2 separate regions of the Bombyx mori genome follow, and region 1 is linked to region 2. Evidence: chromatin contacts called from public Hi-C data. All regions are on one chromosome and are shown on one strand. The core of a region is the stretch at or near the end of the contact, and the rest is flanking DNA. Distances in the headings are between cores, read along the strand shown.

Region 1 (7,320 bases), core at 1,251-3,750, 51 kb after region 2:
TCAATCAGTCCGGTACGCACGTTCCGACGTCTATGTACTCCGGTAGTACATAAGTCAAGTTAAAAGTCAATTTAAAAAACAAAACCAACTGACCACGTGTACCGAGAGAGTGGGTGCAGACTTCCCGAGCGCTGACCGACGCATGCGCACAAGATTCGTGAGCAAATTCTTGCCCGCATCTGTAAGAAACAACACATAACTTTAATCCATATATAAAATAATAATTTTTCATAATTGAGAGCAAATAGCTGCTTTAAAGACACAATAACACTAAAGCTATTTCAGCAGATGGCGTTCTCAAGCCACCCGAAGCCAAAGGGCGGATTCAGCTTTGGCGCCAGGAAGGGGTCACATACTTAGTCGTAGTCAAGTCAAGAACTTATAATTTAATTTTGATAACACTAGATACAAGTAAAAAGTAGGTATTTTATTAATGTACGTAAGTACTGTACTTAAAAATATTTATTCTTTATTGTAAAACTTGAAAAACTTAACACATAATAACTTGTACATATACACGTACACTCCTAGCATAAAATATTGGGGGGAGGGGGTCATGACCCCGCGACCCCCCTCTGGATCCGCCGTTGCCCGAAGCCAATGAGTGTTTGGTTTAAGGTTAGACCAAGAAAATGAATTGTTTATTTATATTATTTATGTCTTTTTAACTCACGTGTTCACTTAAAAATGCCTAAACGATCTTGAAATATTTCATCATTTTATCAATATGTAATTCGTATTTAAATATAATTACTAAACAACACAATTTATCAACAAAAATAAATATACCGAACAAAGCTCGGTCGTCTTCTAGTAATAATAATAATAATAAAATAATATAAAGTTTCGATCAACATCTTAAGAAACTTTCGTTATCCAGCTGGGTTAAGGGCCTAATACAGAAAGCAGTTATCCTCGATACTGCACGCATTGTGAGGAGGTTTCTCACTCTGGAGTCCTAACCACTGGTGGCTTGTGTCGTAGACACCGCCTTCAGCGGCAATCTATTTTTATATAGTGTTTTTTAAAAATTGTATTTTTAATAAAAAAAATTAAAAAATATTATGTTATTAATAAGATTTTAAATAAATATAAATAAATAATAATAATAATAATTTAAATCCCGTAACATGTTTTCATTGATATCAAAGGCTTTGTCCATTCAACTCGACAGCCGGCTCTGTGACCGACATCGTTTCAATGACTGATAAGATTCGGCCCAAACAACAATACGATTCGGTTGAGGTGTTAAAATGGACATTTGATCTAAGTACAACTGTACACAGGCTGAATGAGTAAATCGAAGAGTTGAAAAATATACAATAGAGATCCGTTTTACCCGAGAAACACTCAAGTGTATATATAGCTTGCATAGTATTTTTTATTTATTGCATTGATAGGTGGACGAGCTCACAGCCCAACTTTTTTTTTTATTGCCCTGTAGGCAGACGAGCAACAGCCCACGTATGGATGAACTCTACTCCGGTGGCGGGCGGTGCGATGGTAAAAACAAGATGCCGGTATCATTTCGAACAATTCCTCCAAACCTGGTATTAAGTAAATGCCGCCACCGACCTATGAGTTCTTAGGTCACAGTAGAGTAACAACGGCTGCTTCACCCTTCAAACCTAAACGCATTACTGCTTCACGGCTGAAATGGGCAGGGTGGTGGTACCTACACGTGCGGACTCACAAGAGCTCTTACCACCAGTAGATAGAGACCAGCAGACTTTTACTTCATGTTTTCAGCTGCTTGGGACTAATGGCGTTGTGATGCTTATGAACTTCGATAATTACTTAACACCAGATCGCCCGTAAGTTAGACCGCAAATCAGTGCATCAAACAAACACTCGCAAGACCAACGCTTTCGATCCTTTTTAACTTCAGTTTTGCTTTTCGCTATATTAAGTCAATGTAAACAATTCCATTTATTTATTTATTACACTTCATGTAAAATTTACATTGGCGGACGTAATGCTTAAGGCATTCTCTACCAGTCAACCAAAGGTAGTGCAGAGTGAATAGTGGTAGGTGCAATGAAATTTATATTAAGTTACAAATACATACACAAAAAAGTATATATATACACAATCATATATACATATCGACGCTTGAAAGACAAACGTGACTAAGCGACAATGCGTGAACTTTACAGTAGACTAATTTAAAGTTGAAATACCTGAAAAAAAAATATTTTAACGAATCTAGCTGAAATGATTTTAATAGACCTAGAAATATATTTTTTTTTTGCGCATCGAATACGGTTATTGCTTATCATTTATGTATAAAGCAGTTATTGTCGCTTAGTCTCGTTTGCCTTTCAAACGTCGATATACATACATACACACATTTAATATTGGTAATCAAATTAAAATATTAAAACAACACACTAAAAGTTCAATGAACGTTCAGGCCGGAATTAGAACAAAATTAACATATACAAAAAAAAATTTAATCACTTCGATTACAAGGCCAGTGTCTGTGCGTAACAGATAATAATACCAGTTCTCTGTTACATTATATCACTCATGCTCTGGTAGGTGTGTCACATACGTCGCAACGAATATATCTTTAAAAATTGTATAATTATATTTTATTTCTGACTAGCTGACCCGGCAGACTTCGTAGTGCCTCAATCGATAAATAAGATGTATAAAATAAACTTAAAACAACACACATCAAAGGAAAAACAAAATTTGTTATTTTTATTTAATTCCGAGCATTTTCATATTTATCTACCTTTTAAACCTTCTCTGGACTTCCACAAATAATTCAAGACCAAAATTAGCCAAATCGGTCCGGCCGTTCTCGAGTTTTAGCGAGACTAACGAACAGCAATTCATTTTTATATATATAGATAATTATTTGTAGCGCGAAAATATCATAATAGGGTCGTTTTCAAATTTGGGGCCAAAAACGAGTTATTTGATTTAATTCTTATAACCTTAACGTTACCGTAATTATTATAAGTACAGTAAATTTGTTGTCATGACAACAGGCACGTGGTCCTATAACTATATATTCGTAAACACTGATAAATTAGGAGTTGTTTATACATTAAAAACTACCCCAAATCTCATTCGTATCACTGGATCGAAATTCAAATTCTAAGTTGGTTCCTATTTTTTCAGATTTTTTTCAGAAATGCGTGTTGAAATTCGGCAATTTTATTTAATCAGTATATTTTATAATACAATAATAAAGGAAAACTAACTGGATATTAGAACATTATTAAAAACAAACGAAGTTCTATATCTAAGCTTTTTAAAAAAAATCCTATTTAAATTGTTATCCGTGTTGGCGTTATCAAATGCGTAAAATGAAAAATATAAATGAATATTATATAACATTATCAATAAACGAATTGACTTGATTGTGATGAAGCATTTTTTATTCTGAACTCGCCTAAATACAAAAAAAAATGTTATGGTTATGGATGTATATTAAATATATGTATGTGTATAATAAAAATCTTACATTTATTTCCGTTATCTGGTACCTGTAACGCAAGTTCTTTACGAACTTGGCACGGGATCAATTAACCTGGAGTGGTTGTTAGTAAATATTTATATTTATATTTATTTATTTATTTGAAAACTGTACACACCCGTCTCCTTTCTCACCTCTTTGAATGGAACGAGAAAGGGACAACTGTAGCTCGAATTTAAAGTACTATCGTATTTTCCTTTTACTTTTCCTTTATTTATTTATTAATAAAAAATAAAAAAGTATCTATAATTAATTATAAATACCTTTACCTTCGATGACGGCAAACAAGTTTATGGATTGTGTAAACTTAAATTTCTAAATTTATTTTTCTTTCCCTTCGTTCACTCTCTACTTATACGCGATTTTGATGGTGGAAACATGTTTGGTTATTGTTTTAGCTATTTTTTTTAAATCTTTTATCGTCGCTGTCAAACCAAAATCTGTTAAGTATGTGCAAAAACTCTATTTTGAATTAACGAGTAAAAACGTTTTCGTATAAAATTTTATATGAGGGTGAATTTTTAAGAACTATATCGAATGAAAGCTATAGATAAATATTAAAGCTATAGACACATAACAGTTTTTTTATACGGTAGATAGGGCTGTGAACTATACGAAAAGGTCAAAAAGTAAAAATTTCAAAAAGTGCACATAGCAGATTTTGGTTTGACAAAGACGATATGTTTATTTTGTATTGTTGGTTTTCCAAATAAATAAATAAAATATAAATAAATAAAATCTGATGAAAGTGACAACCATCGTTCATCAATTTGAACATCACAACCCTACAGAGATACAACTGTAATGTTTACCGAAGTGTATTCTCAACAATATAAATAACATTATATTCTCTATACATCTCAAGACCGTTTTTACTGATTTACATAAGAAAGCGGTTCTTCTGTTTGGTCGTTTTTATTCCGAAATGACCGTTATAGCATGACACAATAATTTTAATACACCGTAGAGAAAAAAAAAAGAGTAATGCATTTTTTTTTAAATATTATATAGGTACAAGCTGACCCGGCAGACTTCGTAGTGCCTCAATCTATACTAATATTATAAAGAGGAAAGATTTGTTTGTTTGTTTGTTTCGAATAGGCTCCGAAACTACTGGACCGATTAGAAAAAATCTTTTTCCATTAGAAGCCGACATTGTCCCTGATGAACATAGGCTACTTTTTTTAATTTTTTTTTTTAATTTTTTTTTTGTTTCATGTGTGTTTTAATGTTTCCGAAGCGAAGGGAGGGCGGGTCGCTAGTCCATAAATAAAATACCTAAGCTTTTGTATAAAATAAACTTAAAACAAACAAAAGGAATCCGTCCGACGGGGGACACATCAAAGGAAAAAAAAATGTTTTCATTTAATTCCGAGCATTTTCATATTTATCTACCTTTTAAACCTTCTCTGGAGTTCCACAAATAATTCAAGACCAAAATTAGCCAAATCGGTCCAGCCGTTCTCGAGTTTTAGCGAGACTAACGAACAGCAATTCATTTTTATATATGTATATAGATAGAAGATAGATTACCCGCGGTTTTACTCGCCTGGGCTATGAAAATTTTCTATGTTGTCTCCCGTGAGAACGAAATGTTTTTTCCGAGATGAAAACAAACCTATGTAATAGGATTAAGCCTCTAGACCTATTTAAAAAAAGTCAAACAGTTGCTTTATTTCCATAATAAAACCCGAACAAATAAACACATACAAACAAACACACGTTCACTTTTATAATATTGGTATGAATCAAAGGTCAATCGTAGGTAAAAGTACTCCACATACCATTAAACGGACCTTGACGTAGCGACATGGCTTGTTATAATGTAAACTATTCGACCTACATACGAAAGTTTTTTTCTATTTAATTTGAATGAATTAAAATGTTTGCTTTAAATTAAAATTCAAGAAACACTTGATAATTGTTTGTTCTGTGTCAAAATGTTCACGTGTGAAACAACACAGTGCATCAACAGAAGAGAGTTAACAGTTAAAACTGGTAATATCTGGTGATATAAGCTGGTACTACATCGTATTATCATAGTTATTGTTCAACATATGACTTGGCGGTGCAGTTAGCGCCCCTGACTGTTGCGCCCTGGCTCGTGGGCTCGATTCCCACATAGAAAAAACCTTTGATTATATACACATCATATATATAATATAATAATGACGTGTATATGAGTCGTCTATTATCAAAGGTGGCAATCTGTGCATTTGGACAAAAAAATGTTATTGATATGTCAATACAGATTGATTTGAATATAATCGTCTCCTTCAAAAAAAACCGTTCAAAACCTGCATTAAATAAAGTATTAACTTAACCTGTTATTTATCTAAGATGTCGTTCAGAAGAGTTTTGTGAATGCCAATGGAATACAAAGTCAATAATTCGTTTTTCTGATTTACCAATAATTGTCCAAAAGTCACATTGCCGCGTTTGATAATAGTCGACTCATATAATCAAAGGAAAAAAACATTCGTGTGATAGACCTTTAAAGCAGATGAACAGGATAATTTACATTTTGGCTGGGTGTTTATTATCTATTATACACACGCACGTTAATATTTAATATGGATTATTTCAGAATGAATAAACAATATAGACTTAATTGTTTTTTTTCTGTGAGATAATAATAAAATAATTTAAAGCATTTAAATCTCTTTAAAAATTAATATTCGAAATTACACAGTATACTGACAATGACAGACTTCACTACATGGCACTGAATGACAATGTAGAAAAAAATCCTTTTTAAAAACTAAAGAAGAAAAAAATTTTCACTGGTGGTAGGACCTCTTGGGAGTCCGCACGGGTAGGTACCACCACCCCGCCTATTTCCGCCGTGAAGCAGTAATGCGTTTCGGTTCGAAGGGTGGGGTAGCCGTTGTAACTATACTGAGATCTTAGAACTTATATCTCGAAGTGGGTGGCGCATTTACGTTGTAGATGTCTATGGGCTCCAGTAACCACTTAACACCAGGTGGGCTGTGAGCTCGTCAATCCATCTAAGCAATAAAAAAAAAAAAAGAATTTTAATAAAGGTTTTTCTTTACATGTATTACATGTATATCGATCTCTGGTTCCAATAATACCGTGAATCCTAGGGGCGGGATGACCGTGCGTGTATGAAAAAAAAATCTGTTACTTTCCCAAATAAATAGAAAATAAATACGTATAAAAATAGCATATTTTGTTTGTACGTCATGTATATCTCGTTACTGAAACTGCACACGATTGCGGTTACGCTTACATACCACGTGGGCAGAGCGGGCTTCCTGCCAAATATTTGTCTCGGCTCTCATACTAAGGAACGTGTTATTTTTTTTCAACTTATTTTATGGGACACATATAAAGACATTTTACGTACGAAGAAAAAATGCACAATTTATTTTAGTAACGATTTAGAATAGCAAGTAATGTAAAGCAATTAATATCAGCTGTCGCGTGGGATTGTACGGCTCGCGGGTGACGCGTACGAATGAGTTCGATGTACATTACTGCATCGACGCCTTCAGGTCTAAGACTAGGAGCAGGCTTAGGGACCTCGGTAACCGTACTCGTAGAACTCGACAAAGAGTTCGACGTGCAACCTAACCTAACCCATGCATCAACCCGCTGAGTTTCTCGCCGGATCTTCTCAGCGGATCGCGATTTCGATCCGCTAGTAGTAGATTCATTCGCGAAGCAGCTGCTCTTGAGCTGTTAGGGAGATTTTGCTCGCCTACCTGTCCTAGTGAAACTGGAAAGGCCTCCGGGCCACCAGTAAACATTCAATTATAAAAAAAAACATGACTGAATTACTACTGAAACTAACCAAACTGGACAAG
Region 2 (7,539 bases), core at 4,922-7,421:
TGAGATGACGGCTGATAGAAGAGAATGGAAGAGAAAAATCAGCTGTGCCGGCCCCACCTAGTGGGATAAGGTGGAGAAAAAGAAGAAATGGAATAGTTTTATTTCATTCGCCACGATCCCAATTCTACAATAATTCTATACGTTAATCGTATCAGCAGTTTCTAAACGTATGAGTATACCTGTCTCTGTACGAATCTCTCTATAGGCGGCCGATCAGGTTTCTTATCCAATTCCGTGAGCTCATCAATGAGTCCTCTTAATCTGAAACATTTGGCATTCATTGTGCTGTCAAAGATATGATATATTTTATAAAGTTTTGACTAGGATAAACTACCCAATTATTGGCATTTTGTTACGATAAATTCGATTATAAAGATTGGCAGTGATAATTCGAATTGCGGTGCTTTTCCGGTCTTTATAAGTTTCAAAAGTACAGTTAACCTTCCTATAACACTGTACTACAACACGATAACGAGGTTTTTGTTTAAAATTATTTAGAAAATTAGATTATGCACTATGAACACACAATATAATATACGATATTTTATTACTCTCCTTTTTGTACTGACTTCTAGTCTCATACAACACGGTTTCGTACAACGCGGGACTTTGTAGGAACGTATCTACCGTGTTATAGGTTACCTGTGGTATAACAAGAAATCCTCCCTGCGTTACCACGATTTTGTGGGTAGTTATAATATTTCAGGGTGACCCTAATAATAAATATGGGACACAAACTTGTCGTCCATAGATTTCTGAGCGGCGGGGAATCTGGCAGCGAACAGGGACGACATGGCCGACACGGCGTCGTCCCGCGAGCCGGACCCCCCGCCCGACGAGCCGCCGATAGAACGGGAAGGACTGCTGGAACAATGCACTCTATATCTATAGACTGAAGGTGCAATTTAAAAAAGGGCTTTATTAAGCAACAGCAAAGCCGTTGTTGATACAATGTCCGGTCACCTCGCCGAACCCATGGCTTGCAACGAAGGGCTCGGCGAGTAAATTAACCCACAGACACAGCCCACTGAGTTTCTCGCCGGATCTTCTCAGTAGGTCGCGTTTCCGATCCGGTGGTAGATTTTGCGAAGCATCGCTCTTGCTAGGGCCAGAGTTAGCAATGTCTCCGGTTTGAGCCCCGAGAGCTCACCTACACGCTAGGGTCACGCTGATATAGCCTCTCAAGGCTATAAGCACAGGTAGGAAAAAAATATAAACAATGTAAATTTGAGGCGTATTTTTGACGAGGCTTTTATTGTTTAAAATTAATCTTATTACATTTCAAAGTTGAGTGGAGTAGTCGATTCATTAGAGTGAAAATAGAAGTCTGAACTTGTCTAGATGTGGTGGGCAGCCAGAACAGACAGATGCCTGAATCACGCTTACGACATTTTCAAGATAAACTTACACATACAAATTCCGAACAACAACATTGGAATCGTCGGTCTACCGAGCATTATCACCCGTTCAGTGGAAGATCTTCCCTTTGTCGTATACCACATAGATAATTCCCAAAATATAAAACCGAAAATAGCCAATTTTTTTTTAAATCAGTGATCTTTACTACACGCCAATTGCTATAATTAATTGGCTAAAAAGAATAAACATTTATTAAGAGGATTAATAAGCAATGGCCTCACCTGAGACTGCGACTCCGGACCCGTCGCGACAAGCCCTGCGGTGAGGGCGCGCGGGCTCCAGCATTGCCACTGCCGCCGCTATCCGAAAGGGACGCCCAGTTGTTCATACCGCTGCCCTGTGAACTGCTGCAAGAGAAAATACGGATATTAAAACAAGTTCTTATTCTTGAAGCATTTGTATAGGTTACTCCTTTTTCAAATCTTGCTGTGTCTCATAGTAAAATGTATTGACCCTTCGAATTTAATGATATTACCAAATACTAGTGCTGGAATTTTCCGTTAACATATCGAATGGCTTTAATGAGGGACAACATGCTACTCCGAACGAACATAATGTGAGTTAAGGACAAGAAGAAGAAGATGAGAAAAAGCCCACTGTGTTTCTCGCCGGATCTTCTCAGTGGGTCGCGTTTCCGATCCGGTGGTAGATTCAACGAAGCGTTGCTCTTGCTGGGGCTACTTTTAGCAACATCCTCTGGTTAGAGCCCCGTGAGTTTCACGCTCGATTACGCTGGCATAGCCTCTCAAGGCTACCAGCTTACGTAGGGAAATAAATGGAGACAGAAGATATTGGAAATTTAGCTGAAAATTCACGAGAATTACAGTGAATAATATTGTCCAAGGATACGAGATTAATATAGACGTTTTAATCGATCCAGTAAAGTTAAACTAGAACTTACTTGAGCGAGTTCTGATGTTGGCAATGAGGACACGGCGCCCGGGGCTGCGGGTCGCAGGCCGTCTGCACGGCCAGCAACCGCTCCTGGGACGAGCATTGTGACTGCAACAGAGCGGAGGAGTCCTACATTAATTTATTGAAGGGCGGGACAGCCGTTGTAACTATAGACCTTAGAACTTATATCTCAATGTGGGTGGCGCATTTACGTTATAGATGTCTATGGGCTCCAGTAACCACTTAGCACCAAATGGGCTGTGAGCTCGTCCACTCATATAAGCAATAAAAAAAATTATTGGAACAAATGTATACATTGCGGCTCAAGTATTGAAGCTAATGTTTGTTTTACAATAAACTTATATCGACACCAGAGGTTCGAAAAGGTCGTTTAAAAACTAGAGATGAAAATGCAGTTTTAGCTGCTAAAAACTTCGAGAAAACGTGCAAAAACTCTTACTACCTAGTAACCACATAATTATAAATACATAGTAATTCACACAAAACTCCAGAATCTTAGCCCATTAATTATTCTTTTTCACCGGACGAGGAAGAATTTCGTCGACCAAATTAATTGTTAACAGCACGAGCCAAAACAGCCACATAACGTTTCGAGATTGAGGCGATATTGCCGCGACAAATTTGGGTCATCGTTGGAGAATTCAAACAAAATTTATTTATGGAACGTACTAAATGAATTTATAATTAGGGATGCAGATGTCGTGTTTGAATTTTGATATCAACGGTTTTGAAAACGGAAGACGAAGAACTTCATAAAGATGATCTAAGTCAGTCTGATTTAAACTATGATATTACTGTAGGAAATGTTAATGTGAGTGTACCCTAATATACCTAAAAAAAGATATTTTCCAATAAATAATATATTTTATAACACAAAATTATTTGAAGATATCATTAACGCATTCCAAGGGCTTACAACGGTTTACAATTGAAACAAATTCTAAAAGCCTTCACTTCTGTATATCAGATCGCCCTTTGGCGAAGGCTCTCCCTAGAATTTGTCACACTTTTCTGTTCGTAGCTTTTCTTCTCCATATTACCCACAAAATACCCATAAATTATTTTCAAACTACTCACAAATTCCAAGAAGGAAGAAACGTTTATACGGTACAAATAAATAAATATTTACTAACAATCACGCCATGTTAACTGGTCCCGTGATAAGTTCGTGAAGAACTTGTGTTACAGGTACCAGATAACGGAAATAAATGTAAGATTTTTATTATACACATACATATATTTAATATACATCCATAACCCTGGAAAAAACATTTATCATACAAATATCTTCCCTTGGCGGGCTTCGAACCCGCGACCCCCTTGTGTAGTGACCATGTCACTTACAACTACACCAGACGGTCGTCACGATACATTCGGGTTCCGTATTTCACGTATTTACACTAATGGTAAAAGGTTTGTAAATTACCTATCTTAAGCCATGTCATTAACACTGAATAGATATTACATAACATATAACTCTGAACATTCGTGGACACACTCCGCTCTGTCCGTGTTAGGTATTGATACGTTTAAAAAATATGAAAAAATATTACGTTACGTGCGCAGTTTTCAACCGCATGACGCATGATTCAACTAAGGCATATTTTAGTTGGTCACACACAATATTTCTTCACAGCAGAATCAAAATTAACAATGTTGAAAAAATGTACTTCATTACAGAATTTATAGGTCTTTCTATCTTTTTATCATTGTTCTTTATTTTTATCACCAAACCTTAATTTCAAATATTTAGGATCAAACTATTACAGAATTCGCAACATCATATTGTATAAGAAGACCATAACGGCGCGGCGACTTAACTTCAATACATGTAAATTATTCACGTTAATAAATGCTACAATAAAATTAGATAATACGACCACACGCTGTATATATAGTAAACGTGTGCATTACAATAAATAGATAGGCAGGTTGTTTGTATTTGAATAGCTATTAAAAAAACGATTAACACCCTGTGAATGAATCATTAATCATTTTTATTATTTTTCTTAACCGGTAAACAACATTCAAGTATTTCATATATCTGACTATCATTATTCAATTTGGCACAACTATTGAATTACTAGAAAACATTACGACAAGAATCTCCTTTTGTGCAAAAATACTGTAAACAATATTATTTAGTACTATCAAGGTTATATGTTTATTTTTCGTAGGCGCAACAGTCTCAGCTAGAACTACAAGGTACTTGTCCGTAATAATAAGGAGAATGACTCCGCCTACTATAAGATATTTTGGTCAAAATCAACCACGGTACAGTCGCAACAGAACAGCTTATACCTTAATCCTTCTATAATCCTGTGACCGCTTGGAGGCAAATGAATAAAAATAGAGAAAGTGAAAATATCAAAAGTGTCAGAACGCTCTTATTGTGACCGCCTCTAATTACACACCCGACTCGGACGAGATTAACAATCTTCTCCATCACTGTGAACAAGCTCCTCACAGTACAAATTCGCAATAATAATGCCGGCGTCAGAGGAAGGAAGGTAAGCCTAAGAAGAAATTTGCGTGAAAGACGATATATGCAAGAGTGGAGTGAGCGAAGAAATGGTATATGATAGAGGAGTATGGTAGTACCTCAGGTGACTGGGAGAAGGGCAGGAGAACGGTGAATGCTGTCGCCATTTAGACCAGGGGTTCCCAAGCTTATTTTGTCTACTGCCCACTTTGAGAATAAATTATTTTTTAGCGCCCCCATTTTTTCACTTACTTAAAAACAACTATAGCGAGAGCTTAGTCAGTGTCTAAGAGTCATCCTAAATGAAATTACAAATCTCCTCCCAAGCCTCTACAAATCGCCCCCATTTTTTTTCTGGGTCTCTTACCCACAAGGGGACGTTATCGCCCACTTTGGGAAAGGCTGATTTAGACCAACATGCTGTTATAATGATATGACCATGATTTTTTGCCTAGATGCTAAACCAGAATCTAACCAACATGATTACGCCCTTACGATTAACAAAAACAAATCCATTCTTCATCGCAAGTGACAATGCGAGCCAAAATCCCTTCGTCCCTGTATCTGTTAAGTAATGCCAGGCATACCTTGACGCATTCGTCGCGCTAGCGATCGTTCAGTTCGTGCGGCTCCACTTATCAAGTTTTTTTACCTTGCTAATTTGACGCAAATGGACCAATATTATTTTGATGCTAACGTTGAAAGCCGCTGCTAACACAACAGCAGGTTGAGTATCGTCAGCTTCCTCTGTCGCCTTTAAATCACCGAAGACTTTGGTTTTCGAGCGACCATGGGCTTCGTTTTGGAGATCAAAATCTTCATATAGGAAGCGTTCAAATCAATAGAGTGGTGCGTTCGTTTTAAGTGTGCACTTCATACACGTCAGTAACATTGTGAGCCATTTGGTTGGCAGCATTGCTACCGCGACAGAACTCATATTCTATAATTATTCGTATTTTTAAAAATGATTGAATTTGAAAATAGAATTACAATTATTCTTTTAAAAATTTCTTTTAAATTTAGTGTTCGTTGCCACCCATAGATAAATTACGTTTCAAACGGCCAGTATTATAAGACGGCAACTTCATGGGTTAAGACATGTTTAAATGGTTATTTTACTGGACCACCCATTCACTTTTGCAGCCAACTGTACGGTCACCACTCACACAACTGTACACAGGCTGACTGTTCTAGCTTTCAAGGTTATATTTAGCTCAAACCAAAATTGGTCGTACCAGGTCAGCTACAATACGTTCTACAACCAGATAATTAGATATCCTCTCTATAGCCACTCCTTCTCCTTGTATCGTGTTCCTCAGTGCTGAGGGCTGTGACCTTTACGAAGCACTTTTGTTTGGCCCATGTTCCTCCATTCTTGCCTGTCCTCTGCATAGTGGGTAGCAACATTGACTATGACCGCTATGATGCCATAAAATCTGCGATAATGTCCATTTAGTTTTGGTTTAACGAGGACCCGTAACCCGAATCATTAGTGTTGTTTTTCCCTATAGATAAATGATATGTTTTATTGCCTTCATAGGTCGATGAGCATACGACCCATCTCTCAAAACCACTTGTAAGTCGTAGCGCTCAAGGAATATTCCGAAGGAAAATTTGTGCCCAAACCGGATAGTACGAACAGAAAGATATATCTGAAAACGCACAGTAGATGAATGCAGCAGTTCTGAGTACTAATAGGGGTAAATTCTGTGTGTAGTGGGAGATTTGATGAAAAATCATATGGTACATGAATCGAGTGTGAAGGGTTAGTTCGTCACGACTGTATTTTTATAATCAATGTGGAATCAATGATTTTAGTTCTATTACCTGTAATATTCGTGTGTATTATTTGAACTAAAAATTTATTAAGAAACCTTCAATGACCCTAGTTATATTTAAATGAATTTTGGTTCGTTTTTGCTAAAGCCCTCAGCGGAATTTTGAGCGCCCACTTAAAAAGATTTCACATGAAATGGAAGAAACTTTTTTAAACTGCAAAGTATTGAAGGCCATAAGAAGGCGACATGACTGTGGTCCTGATTCCATCACAACTAAAAAAAAACTCGCAGCAAACAGTATTTTAAAACGAAATTCAATAAAAATATTTATTACGCAATAGGAATAGATAAGGATGAGTTCTTGCGTAAAACTATCCATCACCTCACGAGATCCGAAGGAATAAAAACATCTTATGGGTTAGATGACTGAAACGCCGTAACATAAAACTGGTTTATAAATTTCATTAGTCTGTGCAAGGTCTTATTTTAAGTGCGAAGCGAGCATTCCCTTTGTTTCTCATTCAACATATAGTTCGAATAAAACTTTCACATTTCTTTGGACGATTCAGAATACCAGCAACTAAATGACACATCGCTAAATAAAATATCTGAAAATCATTATCAGAGAGACACAAACACTTGACTAAACACCAGTTCTCGGTAAGTCCTGAGTCACGTCGAGCTATTTTCACGTATTTTGAAACCAATTAACGCTTTCCGTGAAATAGCACACAAAACGCACGTGCAAATACGTCGTTAGAATAAAAGTGAAATGGCGGTACTTCAAAAAAAACAGAATTTAAAGTAATCGCGGGTAGTATTTCATACAAACTAAAAAGTACACGAAAATGCAACTTACTATTTAAATTAGATCAATCATCGGCATTGTACCGTTCACATCACTGCCTTTTTTTTATTGCTTAGATGGGTGGACGAGCTCACAGC

The links. A called contact is a pair of places that touch in the nucleus more often than the background predicts.
Region 1: a contact with region 2 is called in a Hi-C map of whole pupa, with 7 times the contacts expected there. The contact joins two enhancer-like sites. A contact is called at or near these places in 2 of 7 Hi-C or Micro-C datasets (both in whole pupa).

The regions. Positions count from the first base shown.
Region 1 is chr27:1,850,346-1,857,665 of ASM3026992v2, forward strand. It overlaps LOC101740445 (microtubule-associated serine/threonine-protein kinase 2), which reads right to left. Exons shown (of 38, transcript XM_021346221.3): 2 at 94-179. Among protein-coding and RNA genes, the nearest start is that of LOC101740445, 24 kb to the right of the region's middle. Within about 2 kb of position 2,501, at least 2 of the 8 cell types and tissues checked have open chromatin away from gene starts, as enhancers often do.
Region 2 is chr27:1,795,335-1,802,873 of ASM3026992v2, forward strand. It overlaps LOC101740445 (microtubule-associated serine/threonine-protein kinase 2), which reads right to left. Exons shown (of 38, transcript XM_021346221.3): 6 at 2,321-2,424; 7 at 1,641-1,766; 8 at 739-864; 9 at 180-261. Among protein-coding and RNA genes, the nearest start is that of LOC101740445, 78 kb to the right of the region's middle. Within about 2 kb of position 6,172, at least 1 of the 8 cell types and tissues checked has open chromatin away from gene starts, as enhancers often do.